Linked DNA regions of Cricetulus griseus: region 2 is linked to region 1. The links are chromatin contacts, called in public Hi-C maps. All regions are on one chromosome and are shown on one strand. Each heading gives the region's core, a stretch centred on a gene start, on an enhancer-like site or on the middle of the called end of the contact. The rest is flanking DNA. Distances are from core to core; before and after follow the strand shown.

Region 1 (3,196 bases), core at 490-2,989:
CCAGCCTTTGTCTTCCCCCAAGATATTCAACAGGGGGCACATTTTGGGGATCACTAAATGGACAGTGTTCATTGCTAAATGTCACCACCGTGGTAAATATGCAATTTTGCTTTTAGGAAACTTGAGTGGATAGTGGGAGCACATCCCTATAACTCCAGCCCTCGGAAGACTGAGGCAGGAGAATAGCTGAGAGTTTAAGGGCACTTGGAGATCCGTATTAAGACCCTGTCTCCAAAGTAAAACAACCTTCCAAATGAATAAGGCATCACACATGGATGTCTTGAATGTGGTGGAATGATTTGGGCTTTGTTCTTAGGAAGATTGTTGTTGAGATCTAATCACTGTTACTTTCTACCAATCTTGATAAATAGGGCTGGAGAGAGAGCTCCGTTTGTAAAATATTCACCATGTAAGCACAAGGCTCTGAGTTCCATCTTCAGAACCTACATTTTTAGAGCCAGGTGGGGTGGTGCTCTTGGAACCCCAACACTGGGATGGCTTAAAAGTTAGCCAGCCTAGACTAATCAGCAAGTTTCCAGGCCACATAGAGACAGTCCCCCCAAAAATAACGTGGATGGTGTCCTGAGGAATGCTACCCAAAGTTGACCTCTGACCTCCACACCTATGCCCACACACATGCATGTGCACACGAACTAATAACATACAAACACAAATCATTAATAGCCCCGAGATGACTCATATTGTGTGTTATTGGCAGTGAATTCTAGAACGCTAGCTGACCCTTCCTCTCCTGTTTACTTTCTATCTATGGGAACACCAAGAATGTGGTGTAATTTTAATACCTAAGCAAAAGCACGCAAAAACCAAAAGCATCATACAATGCTCCCCAAAGCCAAAGGAAACGATCTTGGAGTATACACACCACTGATCATGCCACATTAGCACAGATAATTAAAAGTTGCCTGTCTAATAATATTAAGCAGCAGACACAACTTTTAGAAAATTTCTCCCTGGTATTAGCTATGCAAAAAAAGTCCCCAGAGTGAACGTTCCTCTCGAATCAAATCCATCTTCTCTTAGGAGTGGGTATAATAAATGGGTAGCCTAAAAGGAATGCTTGGAACAGAATGTCTCACTATTGTCTGATTATTCTAAATTTAAAACTCCAACAAAGGCAGGGATTATTCTCCTAGAGGTTCAAGATTCATGAGAGTTTGCTAATGAAGTTCCTTTAGGAGCGCAAATCAAAAAATTGCTATCTGCAAGCTGCCAGCGTTTTATGCTTGGGTGGTGTTTTTAAATCAAAGTCACCATTCATTCAACAACAAATGTTTGTCTGGAATAAATGAATGAGAGTAATGGCCTTGAAGTACTTCACAAGCTTAATCACCTCTAAGCTATGAATCAGGAAACAGCTTCCATCGAGCCTGAGTGCACATGCCAATCAGAGTGAATGAAATGTCAGCCATCCTTCCGGGGGCTGAAGTGAGACCTGGGGACTCGAGTCATAAGTTCTAATTCGGATAAAATGACCCATCTTGGGGGGAGGGAAGGGCTACTGGCCCCTCTATTTGCCTTTCTTTATAATCTCCATATAATTTGGAAAGCTGAAAATCTAGGCCAGATGAGATGAGATTCAAGCAAAAAAATTTTGCTTGTTTGTGAGATTACTCTGGGAGTCCAAAGGGGGCCCCAAACCCCTCCACCTTCATATGTAAGCAGAACGTTAATAGTTCACCTCAAGGAGGATCAGAGAGTAAATGACTCACCCAGAGTCACCAGGGCACCAACAGTAAGAAAGCTGCATGCCTGCAGGATACAGGGTAGGAGCGTGGGGGAGGGGGACAACTTCCGGTTTGTTTCCAGTCTCCCAACAACATAGCTAGCAACCCTCTCCCTTGGCCCCATTCTGACCCTAGAGCAGGATGCAGCCAGAGAGCTGGCTGGTTACTTAATACCTACTGTCTGCAATTCAAGAGGAATGCAAGTAGAAAATTGTTTTGCTTTGCTTTGTTTGCAGGTGGAATTTAGTCAGCGAGTGGCAAGTCTTCAGGCATTTCAGGGTTCTCAAACTGTAAATCATATGCAATCCACGCCAAGGGAGATAAGGCACCATTGCCCCCATAGCGAATTGCCATGTGTGTGCTCAGCACTGGCAAAGAATGGTACACCTCCTGAGTCTCTATTTTGGCGCAGGTGGATGGATGGGCACCCTCTGTCTTTTGCAGACTAACAGGGAAAGTGAAGTTTATCTAGATCACTCCCCCTTTTCCCCAAAGGGGCCTCTCTAAGCCCCAGAGGTCTCTATTTCCTAATTCCTCTCCACCCCTCCCAACCTCCCCTGCCATCAACAGTCTGGAAACATGCCACTGTTTCCTTAGGAGTACACGGCACTCATTGTTTTGTCTCTTCAAAAAAAAAAAAAAAGAAAAGAAAAAAAAAAGAAAGCTACTTTTGGTTTTTTTTAGTGCTTAATGTTCCTTTTTTCCTATTCATTTAGCTCATAAATAAAGTCATGCACAATTATGATACATAATACAGTATGTTCACAATGGCATGGCTAAATTAAACCATTTATAAACATGTTATATCACACATATTCATCTTTTTTTGTTTTGAGAACACTTAAAGTATACTATCTTACAACTTTTAAAATATAGCATATTGTTATCAACCATATTTATCATGCTCTCAGTAGACCTCAAGACATCACAGAGTCCATGCCTCTTGTCCAGCTGCAGTTTTATATCCTGAAACCAATTGAAGAAAGCTACTTTTAAACCTTTTAATTTTTCAAGCGAAGCATCAAATGCTTCACCTTTCCTAACTTGTGGCATCAGGCAGCTGTGTATGCTCTGCATGTGTGAAAACAGGGAGAGTCGTGCTCCCTCCTTTCAGAAGCGGTTTCAGTGCATGTTAAAGCCTGCCAGGAGGATGGAAGTACTTTGAAATCACCAACCAGGTTCGTGTCCCAGACAGCGCCGGAGCGTGCTGCATTACTCACTTACAAATTAGAAGACGTGTGGATGTGGTGTGGTGTGGTGGATGCATGAGTTATGAGATAATGATACACCCTGGCCAGCCACACAATCTTCAGGACCACTCTCAGGACACAGAAGATCCCAAGTGCAGGGAGTCACAGCAGCCTGCTAAGGGTCAACTCCCCTAGAATCAAATCCCTGTGTGGAGAGACAGCTCTACTATCTCAGCCCTTGAATATTTGAGGTCTTGGGGC
Region 2 (3,196 bases), core at 501-3,000, 160 kb after region 1:
TTCCACCCCCCACCACTAAGGTCCTTGCTCAATCTCCCTAGAAAACCTGAATTGTTTCACCGCTTCCAGTCAGCTCTACGTGGTCTGAAATAAAATGAAAGCGCACAAGCCCCAGAGTTGAAGGAGGTGGCTAAGGAGAAGTCGAGGCGCTGCAGAGTCAGCCAAAGGACCACCGCGGGACCCCTCCCCATCTCGGAGGCTCTGGTCCCCACTCGGCGCGAGAACACACGCACACATACACACCTACACACTCACAGGCTCTCACTCCCTCCTCTCCGACCCCGCCTCACCTCTCGCTCCGCCCGTCCGGCCCCTTCCCTGCCCCCTGCGGGACCGGCCTGCGCGCTCCGTTGCAACCACGTAGGAGGCGCGGCGGCCGCGGCAGCCACGGCAGAGGCGGCGTCTCGGGCTCGGAGTGAACGAGCCGCGGGGCTCCGGGGCGCATCCCAATCCCCGCAGCGCCTCCTCCTCCGCCGCCTCCTCCTTCCCCTCCTCCCATCTTCATTCACCCTCCCTGCCGCCGCGCAGCCGAGCAGTCCCGGAGCAGGGCAGAGCCCCTCCTCGGCTGCTGCCTCGGGCGCCGGCTGGGACGCCGGGCCGGGCCGGGCTGGGAAGCTCGGGCTCCGGCTCCGGCAGCGGCGGCGGCGGCGGCGGCTGCTTTGGATCAGGAAGCGGCCGCACCAACAGGGCGGCGGTGGCGGCGGCTGCAGCCAGGGCCCGTCCCCGCCGCCACTCCCGCTGCGCTCCGATAGCCTGCGCGCCCCTGCCCCCTGCGCCGCCACCTCTCCTCTCCCCCAGGCCGTGCGCAAAGTCCCCGGTCCCCAGAGGCTGGCCTGGGCGGGGAGACCCCAGTCTTGGGGTCGCCTCGCACAAGCTAGGCGACCCCGGGCGGGGAAGCCCAGCCCTCCCTCGAGTCCCCGCGGCGCTCACCGCCCCCTCCCGGGAGGGAGAATTTGCAAAAGCGAAGAGGGCAGCGCGACCCTCAGCCGCTGCCGCCTCCCCCTGCGCCACCAGGAGGGAGGAGGACCAGGCTCTCGGCTCTCGCCGCCGCCGGGCCAGCAGCAGCCTGAGCGGGGCGCCGCCGCTCTCCCCACCCGCGCCCCTTGCCCGGGCGCGCCCCCTCTCCTGGGGGCGGCCCACCCCTGGCTGCTCCCCGGGCCCGCTGCTCCAGCGCCCAGAGTGGGGTCCCGAGCCGGGAGGCTGGAGCCCGGCAGGGGTATATGTACACACACTCACACACACGCGCGCGCGCACACGCACACACACACACACACACACTCACACACACACACACACGCACACACACCACGACGCGTCGGTTTCCTTCGCTCCTCTTCCAGCTGTTTTCCTTGTAGCCCATTGAGACTGGGGGAGGGGAGATTGTACGCTGGATGTTCTTTGGCCCCTCTCCGGAGAGAGAGGATTGGGGTGAGGGAGGGGGTGATTTTAATCTAAATCGAGGGGGGGGGAGAGGAGGAAGGGGGAGGGGGAGAGAAAGAATCAGAGGAGGAAAAAAAATAGCCACTTACTGTAAAGTGTAAATGGATCTGGGGTTGCGTGGGGAAGGGGGGACAGAGGGAGAGACACAGTGTCCTGCGGCTGCTGTAGCTCTAGCTGCGGCTCCACAGGGCTTGTTTTGGATCCCCCTGCAGTGAAACAGGTCCTGTACGGCTCCGCCACTGTAGTAGAAATGATGTCTGCGGTATACTCTGCTCTCTCCTCCTCCTCCTCCCCCCTCCCCTCCCTCCTCCCTCCGCCCGCCCTCCCTCCCTCGCGCTCTCTCTCGCGCTCGCTCGCTCGCTCCAGTATGTAAATGTGTAATAGAAGCCAAATATGGAGCAGTTGGCTGCCGCCGCCACAGCTCAAGGATCCGACTTCATGGGGGGGGGGGGGCACCCTCTGGCAGGCGGCCCGGCGAGCCGCACAGAGCACGGCGAGCGCACGGCGCGGCTGCCGGCCCGCGCCCTTAACCCTTCTGTGCACCCGGCCGGAGCAGCGGTCCCTCCCTCCAGGGGAGGCCCGGTGCCTCTCCCTAACTGCGGCTCCGGATCCCGGACATCGGCCCGTGGGGACTGTGCCTTCCAGGTTTGAGAAAGGGGAGGGGAAGTTGGGGCGATGAGGTCATTGGAGTGGTGACCCGTCGGAGCTCGCGCGCCTCCCCGTCTCCTTGCAACCTAGTTGGAGGGGACAGGGCGAGTGTAGGGTGCAACGCTCGCAGCCTGGAGGACTCACCGCAGCGGGTGTCAGGCTTCGGTTCCCACCTGGTAAAATAAGCAAGGATGCGGGGAAGTCGGCTGACTCTAATCCCGAAGTGACCTTGGTGCCCCCACCCCGCCACCCCGGTGTGTGTCTAAGAGGACTCACTGTATCCTCGCTGTTAACCCTCCAGCCGGTGAGCCCTGAGCAACCCGACTCTGGGCCCGCGCCTTGGCTTGCAACTCGGGAAAGTTCTCAGGCTTCCTCAGTTTGCACTGGCGCCCTCACCTTTCCTGCCCGGACAAGCTGGCAGCCTCCCGACCCTCCTATCTAATTCTGCAGGTCTAGAAATCTGCAGTAGGAATCAGACGTCTCAGTTCTAGCTCTGGGAGCCGACCTGCTCACTCCTTTCTCAGCTAACAGGGAATCACTCATTTCATCGGAAGTGAGGTAACCGGTGCCCCGACCATTCGATGGCGGTTCTCGGGAATCCACGGCAAAGGAACTTTCCCTGGTCCTGGTGGCTGAACGCAGACATAGAGTCCCCCCACCCACCCCCTCCGCTACAGCACTGCCAGGTGTGAGCTCGGTGGGAAGGAATCTTCCCCGGAGGAGTGTACCTTGCCAACAGGTGTGGCACCCGGAGAAAGAGCGGGCACAACCCTACAAGGGTCGCTCAGTGCCGAGTTCCCTTTGCTGCAGATAATTCTCGAAAACCAGTAGGTGTCAGGCCAGCATCTGACCTCTTTCAGGTGCTTAGAACTAAGAGTCTAGAAACCCGATCCCTCGGTCTTGTAGGAAGCCACTATTATTGACTGTAAGCGGGATTTGAGAGACCTTTTGGCTCCGTTTACTTATGACCTAACAGTTAGTCACTGTCTGAAGCAGCGTACAGAATCACCAGGAGAAATGCGTGAGCTTTTTAAACTACTGAATTGTGGAGCCAGCACTTCAGAAGAAAAAAAAAAAAAGCCCGGAGGGGGGGGTAGGATACATATCT

What was found. A called contact is a pair of places that touch in the nucleus more often than the background predicts.
Region 2: a Hi-C map of fibroblasts shows a contact between it and region 1, with 2.3 times the contacts expected there. The contact joins the promoter of Atxn1 here to the enhancer-like site in region 1. A contact is called at or near these places in 2 of 8 Hi-C or Micro-C datasets (the CHO-K1 cell line and fibroblasts).

The regions. Positions count from the first base shown.
Region 1 is chr3:265,507,787-265,510,982 of CriGri-PICRH-1.0, forward strand. The region is part of intron 2 of Atxn1 (ataxin-1); the gene reads right to left. Among named protein-coding and RNA genes, the nearest start is that of Atxn1, 160 kb to the right of the region's middle. Within about 2 kb of position 1,740, at least 2 of the 6 cell types and tissues checked have open chromatin away from gene starts, as enhancers often do. A contact at or near this core is called in fibroblasts, where this site is marked.
Region 2 is chr3:265,666,737-265,669,932 of CriGri-PICRH-1.0, forward strand. It overlaps Atxn1 (ataxin-1), which reads right to left and starts at 1,751. Exons shown (of 7, transcript XM_027410018.2): 1 at 1,530-1,751.